Regions from separate parts of the Mus musculus genome. Here region 1 is linked to region 2. A link is a contact called in public Hi-C data. All regions are on one chromosome and are shown on one strand. Each heading gives the region's core, a stretch centred on a gene start, on an enhancer-like site or on the middle of the called end of the contact. The rest is flanking DNA. Distances are from core to core; before and after follow the strand shown.

Region 1 (6,664 bases), core at 153-2,652, 150 kb before region 2:
TTACTTTGTGTCTGTTTGAATATGAGCAAAATCCTTTACAGACTTAGAGTTCCGGAGCTCACAGCATGCCTGTGCCTGTTCTCTGCCCGGGGCAGGGTGTCGGAGTTTTCCAGGAGAGGCAGGGCCTCTCCCCATCGTGGTCCCTCTAAGAGGGAGTGGCATTATCCATCCGTCCCCAATTAGTCTCATGTGCCTAAGCAGCAGAGATGGTTTTCCTCTGACAGCTTTGGAGTGGTCAGGTTTGAAGCCTTGTGTCTGTGGCTTGGTTAGTGGGTCTGTGGAGGGAGGGGGGCGGGGTGCAGCACAGGCTGGAATAGGAAGTGTGCCCTTTTCTCCTCATATGGGGTTCTGTCTGCTGGGGTCCAGAAAGCAGGCTCAGAGGAGAGAGCCTGTGTTCACACATAAATGAGCATATAACAGAGCCTCCAGAATTGTCAGGGTCTGGCAGCCTGCTGGCTTTTCCTGTTTCTCATTGTTGCCATTTTAGCCTTCTTAGATATACAATACCAGCATTATCTTTAAGTAATTCAATGGTCTAATGGTATACTGCTAATTAAACTCTTGCCTGTCAGTGACTCTGAGCCAGTAACTGGTGTGATTACCCTGTGACTTTAGGATTTTAAAAAAGATTCTCTGAGCGCTTACTTTAGATTATGTGTATGTGTGTGTCTGTGTGGGGAGGGTTATGTACTTAAGTGCAGTGCACAGAGATTCCAGAAAAAGGAGTTAGGTCTACTGGAGCTGAAGTTACAGGTGGTTGTGAGCCATCTGACCTGGGAACGAGGAACCAAATTCAGGCCCTCTACAAGAGCGCTGTGTTCTCTTAACTATTGAGCCCTCTCCCTAATCCTGACTTTAGGATTTTTAAGTTATAGAAATATAGGGCTGGAGAGATGGCTCAGTGTTTAAGAGCACTGACTGCTCTTCTAGGGGTCCTGAGTTCAATTCCCAGCAACCCCATGGTGGCTCACAACCATCTGTAATGGGACTTGATGCCCTCTTCTGGTGTGTCTGAAAACAGCAACAGTGTACTCACATACATAAAACAAATAAATAAATAAATCCTTTTAGAAATATAGCAATATTAAAACATTTTAAAAATAGAGAACGTAGGATAATAAACTGTGTATCAGCCAGATGTCTGTTAATTGTGTTGGTTGGTTTTCTCGTTGCTGTGACAAATGCAACCTAAAGAAGGGTTTCTTTTGGCTCCTGCTTTGAAGGTGTAGTCCCTCGGGGTAAGGAAGACAGGAAGTGGCTGGCTTGGTCCCACTGCGTCTGTAGACAAGAAGCAGGGAGATGAACGCTGGCCCTCAGCTCTTATTGCCTCCCCTTAGCATCCCCAGATCTCAGCCCATAGGATTGGGTCTACGCTCAGGGTGTGTCCTCCTCCTGTATGCTCAGAGTGTGTCCTCCTTGGTAACACCTCTTTGGAAGACTATAAAGAAGTGCGCCTCCAAGGTGATTGCAAATCTAATCAAGCTGACTGCGAAGATTAACCACCACTTTAACATTTTATCATGCTTCGCCTTTCTTGCTGAAGCATTTCAGAGTAAATTGTGTGATAATTAAAGATCTAATCATAGGCTGTTTATGGCATTTTGCTGTCTGGTACCTAAAGCCTTCCCCCTAACATTTTAGGTGTCTGTTCTTTTGTTGCTACTGCTGTTCTGCCGTGGTGGTGGCGGCGTCAGTGTGACGGGGCCTCATTGTTCATAAAGCAGGCTGCCCTACACCTCTTTTTGTGGCATGAGCTGGCTTTGAACTTTCAATTCTCTCAGCGCAGCCTCCCAAGTTCTGGAGTTGCAGGTGTGCACATGGCAGCCGGCAGCTGGCCTTCTTTCCCTTTCCCCTGGCATGGCTTCCTCCTGTGATGTCTTTGTCTTAGTTACTGTGAATCAGAGGATTTTAAATTCGTGCTTCCTCTCAGTTACTGCATCCAGCTAGCCACAGGAACTCTGAGACTGGTTCCAGTCTGACCATGATCGGTGGTGTTTATTGGAAAAAGGAATTTCTTATCTTATTTCCTTTGAATGGCAGAATTTTTCTGCCATTTGTACAGAATTTATAGGCTTAACGTGGATACAAAATAATAAAGGTAGGTACTGGATATGGCCACGAATAAGATTAAAGTAAGTCCTAATAACTGTTCCATATGTTCAGTTTGCAGAGAAGTTCCAGGAGGTAAGAGAAGCTGCCAGGCTAGCCAGAGACAAGTCCCAGGAGAAAACCGAGACCTCCAGCAATCATTCCCAAGTAAGTAAGTCATTTGTCCCCGAGATGCATCTGAGTGTGATCAGTAATTGAGATTCCTTACTCCTTGTCACTTCTGGCAAGAAATGGGTAATTTTAGCAGCAGGATATTCTGAAGGAATTTTTTTTCTTTCAACTATTAGCCTGCTCTCGGTGAGATACAAGTGACATGTGTTCATGAGACTTGGAATGTCTCAGGTGTGGTACTGTATTTTTGAGGAAAGCCACTGATGCAATCGGAGTCACCTGGTCCTGGCCCATGAAGAACTTCTGCAGTCACTGTGTTTAAAGGTCAGGGTGTGGCTTTGTGGCACAGCACTCACTTAGCCTGCTCAAGGCCAGGATTTGGTATGGGGCTTGGTTAGCGCACAAAGTTTGCGGTAAGACATATCATGCTCCATCAGGGTTGGTGATTTCTTGAACTCTAGCAGCCTGGAGGACAGGCAGTGTTTACATGTGTGTTCACGGATCATTTGGAAGTCCGTAGCAGGATGTTCCTGCTCACTAGGGAAATGTTTGTTACGGGAGAGCTCCAAGCCTCTCCCTGTCTGAACAGAAGGCAGATAGAGGATGGTGTCCCCTCAGTTCTAAGTCTGAGAGATCCTGCTTTGCCAGGGTTTGAGTAGTCTGTCTGTCTGTCTGCTTAAAAGCATGACAATGATGGCTATAAAGGACCCATTTTTAACCTGAAATAAAAAGAAAAAGGCACCAGCATACCTGATGTCTTTGTTGATAAGAAAAGGCTTAATCATCGTGGAGGTAGGAATGGGGACGGACAGGGGACTCCAGGAGCAGGACTGGGATTTGGTCGAGAATGATGGTTGAGCCAAACAGCCTGGATGTCTGTCTGTCCTGCATACCTGTGCATCAGGGATGGAGATAAGTCTGGAGACACTGTGAGGTCTGGGAGTCTTCGTTATTTATCATCCAGCTCATTAACCAGGCGGTCAGTAGCCTTCGGAGTTATTATAGGACATGAGTAAGAGGTGTAGGTACTGAGGAAGGACGTGTCCCATAAGGCTGCAGGGGCTGGGGGTGGGGAGGATAGCTTAGCCTGGGTTGCTGTGTCAGAAAGAGGTCAGCTCCAATGAGAGAACCAGGAAGACTGGGTATCTGAAACAGTCATGTCCGACACTCAGGACTGGGCTCAGCAGGGGCCCCCGGGAAGGAGAAACCCCAGTGTGACACCCAGAGGCGGAGCAGAGTCACAGAGGGTGCCAGCCACCGGGACCTGCATTTGCCAGCAGACTTGGAGGCTGGGATGATTGGCACAGGCAGACCTAGGTCTCTAGACTTATACACCCACTGGGCTTGCCATAGAGAATCCAGGAGGAGCTATAGATTGAATATATGCTAGGCTTCTGGTGGATGGGAACTTTAACTACTCCCTGATCCAAGTGACAGCTTGATTTACTGTGATAATTATTGAGTAATCACATGAGATCTTGAAATGGAAATGTGGGTAGGAACTCATTTTTTTTTTCATTTTTAAAAAATCTGCTGTATGTTTGTGTGTGTGTGTGTGTGTGTGTGTGTGTGTGTGTGTGTGTGTGTGTGTCTGCATGTCATGTACTGGGGACGGTGCCTGAGGAGGCCAATAGCCTCAGGTCCCCTGGGGCTGGAATTGCAGGCTGTGATAAATCACCTGATAGAAATCACAGATGCTAGCAATTGAACCGGGCTCCTCTGGGAGAGGAATATGCATGCTTTGTCGTTGTTGTTGTTTATTTTTTTGTTCTTGGGACAAGGTTTCTCTGTGTAGCCCTGGTTGTCCTGGAACTTGCTATGTAGACCAGGCTGGCCTTGAACTCTGAGATCCCCTGCCTCTGCCCCCTGAGAGCTAGGGCTAAAGGCCTGCTGTACCACTGTCTGGCTGTAATAGGCACTCTTAACCACTGAGTAATCTCTCCAGCCCGCACCCCATAATGGGCATTTTTAAACGGTCGATTCACTCTGCAGAAATGGTTCCTGACAAAGAGAGTTCTAATACACTGCCTTTTCCTGAGTACCACATTTTGTTTGTGATAGCTTTATACTTTTTTTTTTTTTTTTTTTTTTTTTTTTTTTTTGGTTTTTCGAGACAGGGTTTCTCTGTATAGCCCTGGCTGTCCTGGAACTCACTTTGTAGACCAGGCTGGCCTTGAACTCAGAAATCTGCCTGCCTCTGCCTCCCGAGTGCTGGGATTAAAGGCGTGTGCCACCACGCCCAGCTAGATATCTTTATACTTAAATACCTTCATTTATCTAGAAAGTTTTGCTTTATTATTTTTATATTTTTTATTAGGTATTTTCCTCATTTACATTTCTAATGCTATCCCAAAAGTCCCCCATACCCTCCCCCCCACTCCCCTACCCACCCACTCCCACTTTTTGGCCCTGGCGTTCCCCTGTACTGGGGCATATAAAGTTTGCATGACCAATGGGCCTCTCTTTCCAGTGATGGCCGACTAGGCCATCTTTTGATACATATGCAGCTAGAGCCAAGAGCTCCGGGGTACTGGTTAGTTCATAATGTTGTTCCACCTACAGGGTTGCAGATCTCTTTAGCTCCTTGGGTACTTTCTCTTCTAGCTCCTCCATTGGGGTCCCTGTGACCCATCCAATAGCTGACTGTGAGCATCTACTTCTGTGTTTGCTAGGCCCCGGCGTAGTCTCGAAAGTTTTGCTTTATGATTATCTTGTTGGATAAGCGTACCTAAGACATTAGAAACGAGGTTTTGTCTCCTAGGCTTTAGTATATACTCTGACGTGTGAGTGTGTTTTCCTTTTCCTGAACCATCCATCCACTGAGTCTTTCCAATGAATGAACACTCTGACCACCTTTTCCAAATAGTTGAAAATCTGAAAACCTAAACACCCAAATTACAAAAACACTTATTGTAGGTTGTGTGTGTGTGAGAGAGAGACAGAGAGACAGAGAGAGGGAATAAAAGAAATACAACATAGCAGACTGGAAAGAAAGAAAGAAAGAAAGAGAGAGAGAGAGAGAGAGAGAGAGAGAGAGAGAGAGAGAAAGAGAAAGAGAGAGAGAGAGAGAGAGAAAGAAAGAAGAAAGACAGACAGACAGACAGACCCACCTGCCTTTTGGCTAGGATGCAGCCAAATATTGCCTGACAAGCACAAGGCCCTGGGTTCAAGCCCCGGGGCTGGAAACCAAGCACAGAATACATTCCATATCAACCACGAGATGGGCTGGTAGTTTGTTACATATGTCAGGTACTTTTTTATTATTACTCCTTTTAACCTTTTAAGAAAATATTTTGAGAGTTGTGACCATTTCCTCCTGGTTTCCAGTATTCCCTTTCAAACCTGCTATAAACTAGAATATGCCCAAGTAATATTCCAGTTTCACCAAGGCTCATTCCTTTGACTCCTTACCGTTTGAGATGGCTGTGTCTTTTCTACTTTTTTTCACTGACATAAATACCATGGTAATGAGTGTTCCTGCCCATCTTTGAGCATTGATTGCTTCTCTGCAGGATAAATTCTGGAAATGGAAACATGGTTGAGGTGTGGGCATTTAAAGTGCTGAGGTGCTCTGTGCTCTTAGCCCACAGCGATGTTCAATGCCGACTCCCACCAGCAGTGAGTAAGGGCTTTGCTTCCCACAGCTCACTAAGAAAATTTGTTGGTTTGACAGATGAAAAGTGTGTCTTCATTGGATCTTCCCATTTTTAGTGACATTAAATGGTTTTCTTTTCTTTCTTTCTTTCTTTCTTTTTTTTTTTTTTTTTTTTTTTGGTGTTTTGAGACAGGGTTTCTCTGTATAGCCCTGACTGTCCTGGAACTCACTCTGTAGACCAGGCTAGCCTCAAACTCAGAAATCCACCTGCCTCATGCCTCCCGAGTGCTGGGATTAAAGGCGTGCGCCACCACGCCCGGCCGACATTAAATGTTTTTATGCTAATTGATTATGTACATTTCTTCTTTTGTAGTTATCAATAGTCTTTCTTTACTTTTTGAAAGAGTAAAATATTCATATGTTGATTTCTAAGGGCTTTACAAGTTTTAATATAGTATTAACTATATAATAATATTTTTATTAATTCTTGGAGAATTTCACACAATGTATGCCTCCCATGTCCACCCCACCTCCCCTTCCAACTTCTGTTCTTTTCTTTTCTTCCTTTCTTCCTCCCCCCACCCCACCAAGTTTGGTCCATGCTGCCGTTAGACTCTTGGGTGTGAGACTGTGCACAGGAGCATGGCTGACCCACCAGGGACTAAGAATTGAGTCTTCCTCTCCCAGAAGGCATCAGCTCTCAGTAGCTCTTCAGTTAGGGGTGACAGCTCTTGAGCCCCACCCTCCATGCTAGAATATTCCTGGCTGAACCATGTGCAAGGCTTGTCCAGGCAGCCTCAGCTGTTGGCTTTGCATACTTTCTAATATGTGAAAAATTTAAACATATAC
Region 2 (6,420 bases), core at 487-2,986:
GCTAATAGATTGGTCCTGAGGTCAGTGGATTAACAGCCTTTGTTGTTGAACATCTCTGATACATCTCCAGTGGCAGGGACCACACTCCTTCAGAAAGCCATAAGGCATACCCCTTGTCCTTTTTTTCAAGACAGGGTTTCTCTGAGTAGTCTTGGCTGTACTGGAACTCATTCTGTAGACCAGGCTGGCCTCAAACTCAGAGATCCACCTGCTTCTGCCTCCCAAGTGCTGGGGTTAAAGGCGTGTGCCACCACACCCTGCTCCATTTGTATCCTAACCACTCATTACATTATATTGAAGCTTCTGTACTATAATTTTTAAAATTTGGTTTGTCTCTTGTCTATCTCCCTTGCTTTTCATATGTATATACTTATTCTTTTTTAAAATTATATTTCTTTACTTTGGTGTGTGCAAGCGTGTGTGGTGGTCAGGGCTCCTTCCATCCTGTGGACCCCAGGAATCAAGTTCAGGAGAATCAGATTTAGTGACCGAGAGCTTTAGCCCCTGAGTCATCCCGCTGGCCCCCGTGTTTTCTCTTTGCTGATTGGTTATGCATTCCTAAACAATGAAGCATTGTTTTGTAAATGGTCTGAGTTTTCAGGCGCATTGTGTATTCACGGTTCTCCTTTCATCAGCTAACCTGAAGCCTTGTTTCTGTTTTTTTCTTTTTATCTACTTTTCTTTAAGCCCTGTGGTTGACAAACAGATAATCTGGACTTCTGTCATTCCGTCTCTGTGGGTGGCCCCCTGGGATCTCCCGTGAAACACAGTGTTATTTAATTAGTTTTCTGGCATCACTAATCCAGATCCTTGGCAGTGCTGGAGCTTGAACCAGGCCCTCACACTTGCTTCTGGGCTCCTTCCTCAGCCCCCCTCACACGCAGACCACACCCCCCCACGCCCTCTTCAGTCGTCGCCGTCCCCCCCCCCCCCGCCCCCCTCCGGTATTTCTTTTGGTGTTTTTAAACAGGGCTGGCCAGGAACTTGCCATGTTGTACAATGCCGTAACTCACAATTCTCCTTCAGTCTTCCTAGTACTGAGGCTAAAGATGTACACAGTCATATCTGGCTCATCCTCGGCCCTTTTTATTTATTTTTTATTTGGGGGCACAGCTTTACTAAGTTGCGCAGGGTGGCTTCAAACATTCAGCCATGCCTCTGCTTCTCTAGGAAAAGGGACTGCACGCCCCACATCAAGTCCACGGCTTTGAATGTCAGTTTTGTCCCTTACTTTGTGTCTCCGACCAAAACAGTGGCCGTTATTTGGAGCACGGCATCGGCTTGCAGTGTGTGGCATATAGTGTCTCCAGGTCATCAGTTTTGTTGATAAATTAAGTTGTGGTCTCATAGAACTCTATAGTCAGCCAGTATCTTTTTTCTATCTTACTTTGGAAGATCCTAAATAGCAAGGAGAAAAAAAAATTTAATAATACCTTTCATGTGTAAAGGGCTATGAGAATACACAGATAAAATATGCAGTATGGAATTTTCTGTAAGTGTGTGTTTTTCCTCCCAGCCCCAAGCTCCTGAAAATAATGACTCTGAGACTCAAATATATTTACAAATACCTAGGCCATATAGTTAGACTTATTCCCTGACTGGTTTATAATTTAATAATCCCATTATTCTAAGTTCTGCCATGTGCCTGTTTACCTGACTATCTTCCTCTATATCTGGGGCCCAGTCATCCTGAGCCTGGCTCTAGCCCAGAATCCTTACTGCCTATTGGATGTTCCACCTTCTATTTCCTGCCTCAGCTACAGGCCAATCAACTTGGATTGACAGGTGTTGCATCCATACAGAACACAAGAGACTTTCTCTACAAAAAGAAAGATCTACACTCTGCTCCTAAAATGCTAACGTGATGATGTGAAATCGAAGGCCTATATATCAAGAGGGGCAATGCAGGAAGTGTTAGGAAAGACTCCCAGAACGCCTTGCTGGAATCAAGAGCCACAGTGATAACATCTGCCAGCCTAATTACCTCTCCCCAAGTGAAAGCAGATGTTTTTGTCCCTGTGATCATTCCAAAATTTAAAAAAAAAAAAAATGGTAAAACAAAGCAGGCCAAGTTTTAGTGGTTGATGTCATACATTTGTTGAAGAAAATACAGGCTCCTGCTTTTCAAATAAGTGCTGTTAAACCATTAAAAACCAATTTCAGAATTTTGCCAGCGATTACCATCGTTCACCCTTGACTTTGTGGGTCTCTTTGTTCAGTTGAGAAATCAGGGTCACAGCTGCCTTCCTGTGTAGTGCTCCAGCTCACTTGTCTACCATTCTGCAGGATTAGGAGCTGGTTACAAGAAATGGTTCTCAACCTTCCAAATCCGTGACCTCCTGTGTTGACCCCCAAACATAAAACTGTTTTCGTGGTTACTTCATAACTGTAATTTTGCCACTGTTCCAAATCATAATGTAAATACCTGACATGCAGGAGATCTGATATGTGACACCCTCCCCCCCCCCCCCGGAAGCGGTTGAGACTCATTGGTCTATAACTACGGTAGGAAGATAGTGCTAAGCTCTGAGATCTGAGCAAGTGGATACATGCTGTTATCAGGCATGTATGGGATGCCGTCTGAACAGGAGAAGCCCACACGATGTGGGTTTTAAATATCAGAGAAGGGCAACTTTTGATAGGCTACTGGGGGAGGGGTGTGGAACGGTCAACTCTGGAAGAGAGCAGCCTGCATTTCTGGCAGGCTCTGGAGGTATATGGCAGCATCTGGAGGTATATGGCAGCATCTGGAGACAGATGCTGGCTCCTGAGAAAGTCTTTGAGAAGCTATGGAAGTTCTGCAGTTTTCTAACTTTCTGAAACAAAGCCGCTTCTTGACACACTGGTTTTGGCACCACGTTTTGGCAGCCAGAGCCAAGAGGTGGTGGCCCCAAGTGTTCAACAACACTGTCCCTGCTGAGACACAACACACACATCTACTCACCCCAGATAGGGAGCCCATGACAGACCAGACCAAAGTGTGGCTACCATCCAAGTCTAACCTGGAGAACCAATAAGTTTTATTGGGGTTACCTACAGGAGCAGAAATGACTCAAAGACAGCCACATCACCAAGGCCACCCCAGCCAGCATGGGTGACAGCTCACAAAAGCTGGGATCTTGGAGCCCACAGCACAGCCTGCAGGCAGCTCAGCAGGTTGCAGAGTGTGCTTTGCAGGTGACTCTGGTTTAAAGCTCTTGCAGGCAGCTGCTTCCCCCAGGCAGCTGGTCTGGTCTCAGACTCTGTGCAGCTTAGCTTGGCTGAGAGTTGACTTTGCAGCTTAGTTGGCTCCTCTGCTTCTTGGCAGCTCAGCCTCTTTTAGTCTGAGAGGACTCTGAGCTTGTATTGCTTACTCTGGCAGAGAGGGGCCTAGTCAATGTGGCCAGTTTCAGGGTCTTCTTGAAGCTATGGAACTTTCCTGCAGGATGGAATGTTTCAATCTCAGAGGAAACTATACAGGACACCAAGGTACCAGACACAAGCTAGCCCTTGTCAGGAGGTAGGGAAGCAAGTCCTGGTGGTAGGAGCCAGGAATGGTGATTCCCCAAGGCGTGAGATCTTCCCATTAGGGAACATAATGCCTTCTCGGGCCTCTGTCTCTACTTCTGCCTGTAGGATCCCAACCAGCTGATCCGTGCCAGTGCGCTCCGGGTTCTCTCTAGCATCCGTGTGCCCATCATAGTGCCCATCATGATGCTAGCCATCAAGGAAGCTGCCTCGGACATGTCACCCTACGTTCGGAAAACAGCTGCTCATGCCATCCCCAAACTCTACAGGTGTGCCCCAGCTTTGCCCTTTGTCTTCCAGGGCCGGGGTACCTAAACTCCCAGCCCACCCCTGACCTTACCACGGTTTTGCAGGCTGCTTCTCGTCTGGAATAAGATAGTTTAGGGATCTGACAAATACTGGCCAGAATGGGGGCTCACATCTCTTGTTGAGTGTGCATGTGTGTGAGCCAGGCTGGGGCAGCTGTTGCGGAGCCTGGGGATAGGAAGGACCACATTCTCAGTGATTGTTTCTCCCTCAGTTTGGACTCCGATCAGAAGGACCAGCTGATAGAAGTCATTGAGAAGCTTTTGGCAGATAAGACCACGGTGGGTATTATGAGAAGGCAGGAGGAGCGGTGGGAAAGGTTCATATCCTCTGCCCTTCCCATTTACATCCTCTTGCCTTGCTTCTCCAGCTGGTGGCAGGCAGTGTAGTGATGGCCTTTGAAGAGGTATGTCCAGAACGTATTGACCTGATTCACAAAAACTACCGGAAGCTCTGCAACCTGCTCATTGATGTGGAGGAGTGGGGCCAGGTGGTGATTATCAGCATGCTCACGCGTTATGCGCGAACGCAATTCCTGAGCCCTACGCAGAATGTGAGCACGAGGTTCCCAACCTTCCTGCGGAGGGGCGGGAGGCCACCCAGGGAAGATGTCCATACACACAGCTGTATCTCTTTCAGGAGTCCTTGCTGGAGGAGAATCCCGAGAAGGCCTTCTATGGCTCCGAGGAGGACGAGGCCAAAGGCCCTGGATCAGAGGAGGCAGCCACTGCGGCGCTGCCCGCTCGGAAGCCCTATGTAATGGACCCAGATCACCGGCTGCTGCTGCGGAACACCAAGCCCCTGCTGCAGAGCCGCAGCGCCGCGGTGGTCATGGCGGTGGCGCAGCTTTACTTCCACCTAGCGCCTAAGGCAGAGGTGGGCGTCATCGCCAAGGCGCTGGTACGCCTGCTGCGCAGCCACAGGTACAGAGAGCCCTGCCCCCTCCGCAGCCAGGTCCCACTTTTCTCCCATCAGTTCCTTCCTCCCAGCTGTTTGGCTAACCTCTCTTCCACAACCCACCGCCCCGGCCCCATCTGAGGGGTTCAGAAACCTCTAACCCATCCTTTCCACAGTGAGGTGCAGTACGTAGTGCTCCAGAACGTGGCCACCATGTCCATCAAGCGCAGGGTGAGCGTGCATTCAAGGCCTGCTCCTAGCTCCTGTGGGCTCTGTGGGAGCTGTTGGGAACTCGGGTGGGACGCCCAGGGTTGCAGGGAAAGATGGGGAATTACAATTACCCTGTGTGCAGGGTATAGGTTTTTTTCAAGACCCCAAATGCAAACCAGGAGCCGGGTCTAGATCCTGAAGGGGCCATGGTGGGGGTGGGGGTGGGGATGCCAATGAGAAAGAGTAAGTCAGATTTGAGATGGGTGCGGAACTTGAGGCAAGGATGACAGCGTTGAGATGGAAGGGTCGGGTCATGGGGTCTATGGTGGGAGCGGCAGGTGTCTCTGGAAGAGGTAGATCTGGGACTGTGGTGGGATCCCCAGGAATACTATCTCTCTCTCTCTTGCCAGGGTATGTTTGAACCCTACCTGAAGAGCTTCTACATTAGGTCCACGGATCCTACCCAGATCAAGATCCTGAAGGTGAGTGCACGGCCTCTGATCCCAGCTAACCTGCTTGAATACCAGCCCGGTTAACTGATACTGGACACATTGGTGCCTGCCTCTTTGTGAAGCCTACCCTGTTATGATCTTGAACGCCGCGTGGCTTCAGGACTACACCAGACCAAACAGTTCCACGTGAGGTTTATTGGGAGAGAGAGGGGCAAGGTGGCAGTGGAAAGAAAAGGGGGGGGGGAGAGGGGGGAGGGGCAGGTGTTCCTCTTATATATGTAGATGGTGACGTGGTCACAGGTAAAGATGGGAGGTAAGTCCAATGGATTCTGGGAATATGGTGGCCATTGTCTTGGCAACAAGTGTGTAGTCGTGTTGTCGCCTATGTGATGTCACAGGTTTCAGAGGTCCTGGTACCAACATACTGCAGATAGGGAGCCCATGACAGACCTAAGGACAGATATCACCCAAGTCCAACTTGGGTGAACCAATAAGATTTTGGGGGTGGGGATGGGGTTACTTACAAGACTATATGGGTGAGGGGTTACTTACAGGAACAGAAATGATTAAAAGACAGCCACATCACCAAGGCCACCCCAGCCAGCATGGGTGACAGCTCACAAAAGCTGGGATCTTGGAGTCCACAGCACAGCCTGCAGGCAGCTCAGCAGGTTGCAGAGTGTGCTTTGCAGGTGACTCTGGTCTAAAGCTCTTGCAGGCAGCTGCTTCCCCCAGGCAGCTGCTTCCCCCAGGCAGCTGGTCTGGTCTCAGACTCTGTGCAGCTTAGCTTGGCTGAGAGTTGACTTTGCAGCTTAGTTGGCTCCTCTGCTTCTTGGCAGCTCAGCCTCTCTTAGTCTGCTTACTCTGGCAGGGAGGGGCCTAGAGAATCTGGTCAGTTTCAGGGACTTCTTGATGCTGTTGTGAGTTGTTTTCCTTCCTGCTCTTGAGCTTCCAGTAGGATAGAATGTTTCAATCTTGGAGGAAAACGGTTACACAACTGCGTGGTATGCAGCAGACACTTCCCAGAATAACTTAATTTTCATAATCA

What was found. A called contact is a pair of places that touch in the nucleus more often than the background predicts.
Region 1: a Hi-C map of the P5424 cell line shows a contact between it and region 2, with 1.9 times the contacts expected there. The contact joins two enhancer-like sites. A contact is called at or near these places in 3 of 39 promoter capture datasets (3T3-L1-derived adipocytes, the HPC-7 cell line and liver), 7 of 484 Hi-C or Micro-C datasets (the P5424 cell line, bone marrow-derived macrophages, embryonic stem cells and 2 more), 2 of 115 datasets of contacts at active chromatin or transcription factors (both in embryonic stem cells) and 3 of 9 other capture datasets (adipose tissue, liver and pancreatic islet).

Annotation. Positions count from the first base shown.
Region 1 is chr7:81,619,844-81,626,507 of GRCm38.p6, reverse strand. It overlaps Homer2 (homer scaffolding protein 2), which reads left to right. Exons shown (of 9, transcript NM_001164086.1): 4 at 2,164-2,256. Among named protein-coding and RNA genes, the nearest start is that of Gm51279, 9.8 kb to the right of the region's middle. Within about 2 kb of position 1,402, at least 3 of the 459 cell types and tissues checked have an H3K27ac peak or open chromatin away from gene starts, as enhancers often do. A contact at or near this core is called in the P5424 cell line, where this site is marked.
Region 2 is chr7:81,475,262-81,481,681 of GRCm38.p6, reverse strand. Ap3b2 (adaptor-related protein complex 3, beta 2 subunit) reads left to right here. Exons shown (of 26, transcript NM_021492.3): 5 at 3,616-3,776; 6 at 4,028-4,094; 7 at 4,184-4,366; 8 at 4,453-4,736; 9 at 4,887-4,941; 10 at 5,331-5,402. Among named protein-coding and RNA genes, the nearest start is that of Ap3b2, 15 kb to the left of the region's middle. Within about 2 kb of position 1,736, at least 16 of the 459 cell types and tissues checked have an H3K27ac peak or open chromatin away from gene starts, as enhancers often do. A contact at or near this core is called in the P5424 cell line, where this site is marked.